2 separate regions of the Mus musculus genome follow, and region 2 is linked to region 1. The links are chromatin contacts, called in public promoter capture Hi-C maps. All regions are on one chromosome and are shown on one strand. Each heading gives the region's core, a stretch centred on a gene start, on an enhancer-like site or on the middle of the called end of the contact. The rest is flanking DNA. Distances are from core to core; before and after follow the strand shown.

The links. Promoter capture Hi-C pulls out the DNA fragments that hold promoters and counts their contacts.
Region 2: a promoter capture Hi-C map of neural stem cells shows a contact between it and region 1. The contact joins the promoter of Ranbp3l here to the enhancer-like site in region 1. A contact is called at or near these places in 7 of 39 promoter capture datasets (the 3T3-L1 cell line, the C10 cell line, cranial neural crest and 4 more), 1 of 15 datasets of contacts at CTCF or cohesin (the NIH/3T3 cell line) and 1 of 115 datasets of contacts at active chromatin or transcription factors (the NIH/3T3 cell line).

Annotation. Positions count from the first base shown.
Region 1 is chr15:8,661,243-8,665,374 of GRCm38.p6, forward strand. All of the region lies in intron 3 of Slc1a3 (solute carrier family 1 (glial high affinity glutamate transporter), member 3), which reads right to left. Among named protein-coding and RNA genes, the nearest start is that of Slc1a3, 47 kb to the right of the region's middle. Within about 2 kb of position 2,754, at least 77 of the 459 cell types and tissues checked have an H3K27ac peak or open chromatin away from gene starts, as enhancers often do. A contact at or near this core is called in neural stem cells, where this site is marked.
Region 2 is chr15:8,964,648-8,969,337 of GRCm38.p6, forward strand. It overlaps Ranbp3l (RAN binding protein 3-like), which reads left to right and starts at 3,302. Exons shown (of 14, transcript NM_198024.2): 1 at 3,302-3,869. The coding sequence starts at 3,779.

The DNA.
Region 1 (4,132 bases), core at 1,504-4,003:
AGAGACAGACGTTTAGATAAGGTGGGGGAAAGAAGCAGCTGAAGAGGAGGACTCTAGGATCAAATTTGGTGGCTAGAAAAGCCAGATCTTCAGGAGTCATCCCTCCAGGGAGCACCGGCATTGTGAGCAGCCAATGCCTGGGTGGGACCACTGTGAGCATGCCCAGCATCAGTACCAGAGCCACAGCCTTGGTGACTTCAGGCAAAGCATCCTCAAACCTATCTCAAAGGTGCCTCCCCTCCTACACATGGGTCCTGGGGAACTGCTCTCTGCACACCTGACCCACAGCTATGATGAACTCCAGATGTTGCAGTCATGGCTGCTGATGGATTACTATGGAAAACCCGAGGCCCTTGCTGTAACAAGTAGGGACTGAAGGATGCTGGGAGAACCTGGAGGCCAAGTCCACTTTGATGTGTTTGCACCCTCTTGTTCTGGGTGTGAACCTTAGCATCTCCTAAATTAAATATGAATCTCATTTACTCTTTAAAAGAATACATTTAAAAGCTAAATTCAACTTCCCCTTCCGATCAGCTGGAATGTGCCAAATTCAGGCTTTGGGGATGGAACTAGGGCTGGGGAGGGGAGAAAAAAGAGTGTGTGGAGAAAAGAGATGGAAAGAGAGAAAAGAGAAAAGACAGACGGTGAAACTAAAAGGCAGAGGAACAAAGAACGTAGAGGAGGGAAGTTCAGTGAGTGCCTTATCTTGGTGCTGCTTCTTGGCTGTGGCCAACACAACTCCCTTTTGGTTCTGATTAGCTTTCTCAGCATTTAAAAGCTCATTGATTGTTCATATCTAATCTATACACCCAGGGGCTCAGAGATTATGTTCCCCCAGCTACCTTAGCCAAACAATAAAGCAATATCAGTCACGATGTAAAACAGCCCTCGAGTCTGGAGCCAGTCAGCCTTTCCCATCTCTGTCTTTGGTGTAGTGTGACCGTTTTCCCCCTGGTAACAGGAAAAGCCGTGGGTTTGACCTAGGCACAAGGATAACAATGGATTGGCATCTCCTGATAAGTTCTTCCAGCAGAGGCCAACACTTTCACAACTTCATGCCTTCTCCAGAAGGGAGCTGCTTCTGTGGTTGCTGCTTGCAGACCCCCACCCCCCGTCTGCCCACCGCTTTCCTGTTTCAAAGGCTTCTCAAGGGGTGGTTAGGATTTCTAAAAAAAAACTTCCAGAGAAGAAAATTGGACAGTTCTTGACATTAAACTATATTCATTACCAGGGATACTAGGAATGATCCAAGATCACTATGTAACCCTAGCTGCCCTGAACTCACTATGTAACACAGGCTGCTTCAAACATGCCTCAATAAGCTCCATTTATTAACTACCAATAAACCAGATATCTAGAAAGAAAAAAAAACATAGAAGTGACATTTAGTTGACTTGACAGTGATAATGTACGGGGCTGGTCGGTAGAAAAAAATTAACTTAGCTCAGAATGTAGGAGTAAGGGTGGATGTTGAGGTAGCTACCAGAAGTGCACTGGGGGGTACTGTGGTAAAGAAAGAATATGGGGCTTACAAGCAAGGTAAAAGAAACAAGAGGCAAACATGGACTTTAAATGAATGAGTCGGGGCTGTGGCTGGCCCACTACAATAATAAAATGAGTTGAAGTGGCAAAGTTGTATCAATAACATCTTTCTCTTTCTAGGGTGGTGGTCACTGTTGGAAGAATCTTTTTGATTATTCATGCTTTACTTCCTCATGAAGCATCTCAGGTGAAAGGCTTGTCTTGTCTGTGGCGGCTACCAACTCCCCAGCTCTGAAACACTACATCGCCTGGGCAGTTTTGATTAAAAACAAAACAACATCCAAGCATTGCTTAAGAACACCTGAAACCCTCTGAGGCGCACTTTCGCTCTGGAAGCAGCTAGAGGAAGTCTGACCCACGCCCACCAGGCGAATGTGGCCATCTGTCCTCTTGACTAAATACCCTTCTCTAAGGGTTGCTGCGTGTCACTACTTCCCAAGGCTCATTGACTGCCATGCCTTTCCCATCTGCAGTCCGTGTCCTCACGCTCTGTCCTAAGTTTTTCACAGGTCATTTCCCCACTTGGGCTTACCCTGAACAGACAGCCTGGACTGCTCAGTATTCCCCGGCTATGCCTTTGAGTTTTCCTGTCTCTGCATCTTTGCTTCCAAGGCTTCCTCATTTCCTGTACAAACCCTACAGCCACCCCAGCCCCATATTCCCACAGCACATTCTTTGTACTGCTTGCTTTCCTAGTTTGCTTTGTTTTACGGTCATGCGCCTACCTGTCTGGCTCTCTCCCATTCTATTCCCAAGTCCTTGAGGTTAGAGACCAGCAACGATTCTTCCCAGCAATATTGCCTGCACTAGTTAGCATGCTGCCGGCTCGGAAACAGGAGCCCCCATAAACGTATCTTGGACTGGATTCAACACCCTCTTAATAGCTACTCTGCATTGTCAAAGTCCCCACTGAATGCGCTTGGAATCCGGCGTGTTACTCCCGACTCAGTGTGACCACCGCAGAGGCAGAGTGAACTATTAATATTTCTACTGAGGAAGCACACAGCTATATTCATCCCTTTTTAGCCATCACTTCCTACTGTTGGTTCGTATTAAAGCTTTTAGTCCCAGGAGCTGCGGCCAAGCTCAGTGGCTCCCATCCTGTAATTGCGCAACTGCCTTTTGAATCTAAAAGTAGAAGCGAACATCCCTCGCCTGCTGCACTTGGTCCTGTTGGTCTCCATCCAGCATTGCAGCCTATTGAAGCAGATTTCATTGTGAGTGCAGGCAGTGCTGTGAAAGCCTATGGGGGAGGGGGCCTGTGGCATCTGAGACACCAGCAAGTGCTTCCCATGTCTTCAAGTTGTTGATGAAATAAGGAACAGGATGGGTTTTTTTTTTTTCCTGGGGAAAGTACGCACAGGGCATTTTTACAAGGGATGGCTCCAGGTTAACATGAAACTTTAAATACTCGAGATATAAATGTCCAGTTGTGTTAAAATCTAGATCGCTGCTTCTTTGATATTGCTTATTTCTTTATTTGTTAGGGATAGGGTCTCATTATGTAGCCCTGACTGTCCTGAGCTCATTATGTAGCCGAGGCTGGCTCTACACGTGCCTCAGTCTTTCTGTGTCCACCTCCTGAGCTGAAGGGATTAAAGGGATGGGCCACTGCATCTGATCACATCACTGTCTGTATCCAACCCTGCCTCACTGATAAAGATATTAGGGAAGATTTTACATGCTTCAGAATAGCCAAAGCAAAATTTTATCAGGAAGCTCACAACCAAAAATCACTGTGGTAAAGGAGTGTGTTTTAAAAGATAGAAACAATTCTCATGGTACAAAAGCTATTACAAGATGTTTTGTGGGGAAAAAAAAGAGTTAAGGTGGAGAGTATAACTTTAGGAAATAACTTCTGTAAGAGTATCTTAGCGTATATGCTAAGCAAGTATTCGAGTTTAGTAGCTGGTACATCATTTATACTCAATAGCTGCTAGCAATTGTGCCAGATTAAACTGTAATGCCACCCATCAATCAGGACAAACCTATAGTGACAAAAATCGTTTTACCAGATTAAGGAGGACATTTGAGTGATCTGTAGAGATTGGAGTGGTCTGAATGACAATGACCACATGGTTCAACATCAGTATCTTCAGCTTTGAGCAACTCATCACATAATCATTGAGCTTGAAGTTATTTTATTTTATATTTCATTTTATTTTATATTTTATTTTTGGTGCTGGGCATAGATCCCAGAGCTGAGAACAAGTTGTAGCAAGCAGTACTGTACAGTCACATTCCTAATTTCGCCCTTGTTTTAATGCAAGTGCAACTGAGTTACAGAGAACATAAACCCACAGGGAATCCACAAACACCCTTGGAACCCAAGTCTATCATCAGGAAGCCCAAATTAGCCATCTTAAACTGGGGCTAAGTTAGAGTCGAGGCCCTCCTGGTTTGGCAAACGGTTCCAATGACCCCAAAAGGCTCACTGGTATACAAAATGACACTATTTGTTACTGGTACGGCCAGGACTGAATGAAAGCTTCATGGTCCTTTGCTAGCACAAGTCAGCTTAAGGCTGTTCTTAAAGTTACTAAAGTGAATATTAATGTGGTTAATGTACTAGTTACATTAACAACAACAA
Region 2 (4,690 bases), core at 2,052-4,551, 300 kb after region 1:
TAAGAGCTGGAGGTGAATTGAGACTAGGAAGGAGTGTCTTCTGGGCAGAACAGGTGCACGTATGAACTCACAGCAGAGTAGCCTCAAGCCAGACTACACGGATAGGAGAAGGTGGGCATGAAGACTCACTCCTAGCAAATGTACTACTGACTGCTGATGGCTGCCAGGAGAGGAATAATCAACGCTTATCAAGAGTGTTGCCATCGTTCAGTTGGCCATGCTGCATCAGAAATCTACTTCCAACAGTATATACGGTAGTTTAATATGATTTGATGGGGTAAAAGGAGGGACACCAAGTTAGGTAGGTAGGGAAGAAGTGGACCTGAAAGAAGGGGGAGGGAGATGGATATAGTCAAAATTTGTATGAAGCTGGGCGGTGGTGGCACACGCCTTTAATCCCAGCAGAGGCAGAGGGGCAGAGGGGCAGAGAGGGGCAGAGAGAGAGAGAGGCAGAGAGAGAGAGAGGCAGAGAGAGAGAGAGGCAGAGAGAGGCAGAGGCAGGAGGCAGAGGCAGAGGCAGAGGCAGGAGGCAGAGACAAGCGTATTTCTGAGTTCCGGGCCAGCCTGATCCACAAAGTGAGTTCCAGGACAGCCAAGGTTATACAGAGAAACCCTGTCTAAAAAACAAAACAAAACAAAACAAAAACAAAAAACTTATATGAAATTCTCAAAACTAAACTCAAACTAAAAATATCATTACCCATAGACTTGATATTGCAAATATATTTGAGAAAAGGAGAGCTGTGAATTAAGCAAGTAACTTTCTTGAGGACTAATGTAATGCATTTCTGCTTTGTAAATAGGGTTCAACTGAGAAGAGAGAATTCTCTAGTGAATGCAATACCATTAGATTGTTAAACTGAATTTGTCAACTCTAATCATGAGACACCAACGCTCCAAGTATCTCCCCTAAGAGTAGCGGCTGACAAGCCTCTTACCTGTAACAATGTATCTTTCCACTCTACTCTTTGGAGAGCACAAAGATGCAGGTTTCCAGAAAAGAAGAAAAGGGTAGGATAGAGAAGGAAGAACCCAAATAAGAAAGCCTGTGGGGGTGGGAGACAGCTAAGCAGGTAAACTGCTTGCTGGACAAATATTTTATCTTGAGTTTGGATCCCCACCTGGTCCTGCCCAAACAGGTATAATGTCAGTCCTGGAGGCAGACATAGACGGAGCTCTGCAGCTTGATGGCCAGCTAGTCTGCCCAATGCAGTGAGCTTAAGATTCAGCAAGAGATCCTGTCTCAAAATATGGGGTGGGTGTTGGTGAGAAAAGATACTTGAAGTCAAACTCTGGCCTCCACACATGCATGCATGGACATGTGCACCCACATACCAGACACACACATGCACACACACATATGCGTGCACACACACACACACTCATGCATGTGTATTAGTTAGGGTTCTCTAGAGTCACAGAACTTATGGATAAAGGAATTTATTGATGACTTAGAATCTGCAGTCCAATTCCCAACAACGGTTCAGTAGTAGCTATGAATGGAAGTCCAAGGATCTAGCAGTTACTCAGTCTCACACGGCAAGCACGCAAGGGAGCAAGAGTGAGACTCCCTTCTTCCAATGTCCTTATATTGTCTCAAGCAGAAGGTGTAGCCCAGATTAAAGGTGTGTTCCACCACACCTTTAATCCCAGATGACCATGAACTCGGAGATTTAATCTTACCAAGATCCAGATCAGAAACTTCTATCTCCAAGCCTCCAGATAAGGGTCACTGGTGAGCCTTCCAATTCTGGATTGTAGTTCATTCCAAATATAGTCAGGTTGACAACCAGGAATAGCCACTACAACATGCATGGGCAATTTTGCCATTCCAATGTCTTGCTTTTGCTCATAAGCAAAATGTACAGCAAAGCATGGCTGGTATGAAGTCACTTGGTGGCTGTTTCTAAAAGGTGAGGAAGAGCAGTGCCTGTGGAGGAAATGCCTGTTCTGCATCCTCGGTATGCTTTATTCTGTCCTGTCACAAGGAAGACTCGGCCAGGCTGGATTCACTCCACTGGAGCCTACAACGCTTAACCCTAAAAAAGCAGTTATAAGTGTAACTCAAAGCTCAGGGCATTAACTCAGGTGCATCCCTGCTGCAAATTATACAGCCACTGCCGAGGACTCCATAGTGTAACCCCAAGCAGAACCCTAAGGGTCCCCAAGCATCAGCCCTAGTCTCTAACATGGTAGCACTTGTGACAGACCTACAGAAAAGCTGGAGTCCATCAATGAAGGCAAACACCAGCTTTGTGTACAAAGGCTTTGCTCCTTTGTCTGGAACAGAGAATTAAGAAACACATGTGCGTGGGTGTGCATGTGTGTGCGTTTGTGCACACACATTTGGGTTTGGATACATGTGTGACTGTGTGCATTGTCTCAGGTGTGAGTGTATGCCTGGGTATGCACACACAAACATATGGGTGTGAGAGTGTAGATTTCATACTTAACTTTATATCTCAGATTGTGCCCAGGAATCCACTTCTTCAAGTCTACATCTTTATGCCAGCTTTATCAAATAAAACCCAAAATATAATACAAAAAATTCATTTGAATTAGTCACAAGAATTACAAAGGTGAAGTGATATATGCATTTCATGTGTTTTCAGAAATGAAAATATGCTTGGGAAATTGTCAATTGCCTTAGGATGAAAGAAGAAAACAAGAAGAGACACATCTCCCTGCCTTCTAGATATCATAAGGAGGCAACCTTATTAGGGTGTTTTATATCAGTTTCCAAATTCAAGCAGAGCGTCTCGCTCAGAGTCACGCTGCAAGGCAGGACCTATGATATTCATTATGACTTCACTGAGTCTAAGGAGTTTAGGGTTTGCTTTCCAACAGTGATGGACCGGCAAGCACAAGAAACCTCACAAGCTGCCTTGTCTTACAACCCAGAGGCAGCAGTGGTCGAGACTGTGCTGGGAAGCAAAGCTAATGTTTCCGGGTAGTGTTTTGTGCTCCTCTCCTGGAGCCTCGGAGCTGTTTACAGAGTCCGAGAGTCCCAGCAGTACATTTCCATGCGCTCCTGACCAGATCCAGCTGGATCTTTTCCATTTCGCTTGTGCCTGAGAATAACTGCACTGCCCAAGCCCTGCTTTGGGCTTGGGCTTTAATGACAACGCAGCAGAAGCAAGGTGGTTAATTGCTGTGCTGTCCGGACATCTTTACCATCCCTGCTTTGGTCACTCCGTTAAAACAATAAGAATGCTATTTCTTGCCTGCCTCTCTATGCTAATCAGCTAGCCCAGTCTCCTCCCCTCCAGCCTCCCTTAAGAACTGTACACATCCAACTGTCACAGGGGCGAACTCCAACCAGGCAGATTTAATCCTGCAGCGCTTTCCCCCTTTGCTTGTTTCTCTAGCAGTCCTCTCTACACTAGAGGGACTGGACTTTACAGCAGAGAAGGAACTGAAAACGGCTAAAATTGAACGAGAGAGCTAGTTTCACCGAGAGACGTCGTTTCTTTTTGAACATTCTAAAAGGGGAAAGGTCCAGGGCGCTTTAAAATAAACTAAGAGTTAAGTCGTGTTTCCAGCCAAATAAGCTGGCATCTTTGTAGGCAGGAGGTGCGATACTGGTAAATATTTACTGCAGAATTCTTGACCAGTAGAAACCCTGGCATGCTTTTCGAGGAGTAAATGTTTTACATGCGAGGCGAGATCTGCGCGTGCCTCTGTGTTCTTTCCAAGTAACTTCTGAAGACAGTTTTTGATGTCTGGCTAAGACAAACTGCGCTAGTGGTCCCCGAGTCACAGCCAGATCGTTGGTACCATGTCTACAACACAAAGGAAAGACGACAGCCACCTGTTCACCAGTTCGTGCACGCGTCAGCTGCAGGTGCAGGAGGATCGGCAACAGCAAGGTGGGTCTAGAGAGCAAAGTCCTGCGCTCTGTGACTTTCTGACCTTTTGTATGTCTGGGGAAGGGTGGGCTGGTGAAGAGCTTGCACCCTCTGAGAGGAAGAATAATAGGCTGGACAGTAGGTTCCCGTGGCCTCGCTGTTGATTTAAAGGATTATCATTTCTTGAAAGACTTTTGAGAATACATATTCCTTGGAAACAGGTACTCAAACTAGACACTGCCAGTTGTGTAGAGTGTGCTAGGGTGTGTATAATTGAAAACACCCATGGGGCAAGGCTGACTGGGCTATTGAGGAAATTTAGCCAAGAGCAGCTTTGTTAGCCTGGCGCTAACCTCATGTCCTACTACTAGTAGGGGCTTTGCTTACATCTAACTTTGTGAAGACCTCTGACTCATTCAGTTGTGGAAAATGCATATTTTGGCACTCATTTTAGAGTCCAAAGAGATCTGGAACAGACAGTGTGGCATTTGACTTGATGGACACCTAAACGCCACACCTCACCAGGCTTTCCATGAATAATCTTTAAAAGCATTTCAGATTGACTACTCAGCCAGACGATTGATACAAATAGACCAACTACTACTCTATCCCCTTGATAAGGACAACAGAAGACACTAGTGGGAAAGGCTGTGAGCTGATGACACCAGCATCACCCTGCCCCTCCCCCAGGCTAAGAACTTTCCAAACGCATCTAACTCCTTGCAGCCTGTCATGGATCTAGGATATACAGTGCATAAGAGCCTCATTTATTTCTGTGTATACTTGGCTTTGGATTTCACTCTCCTGGTGGGTAGCTGCTAATGGATGGAAACCTCCCACAT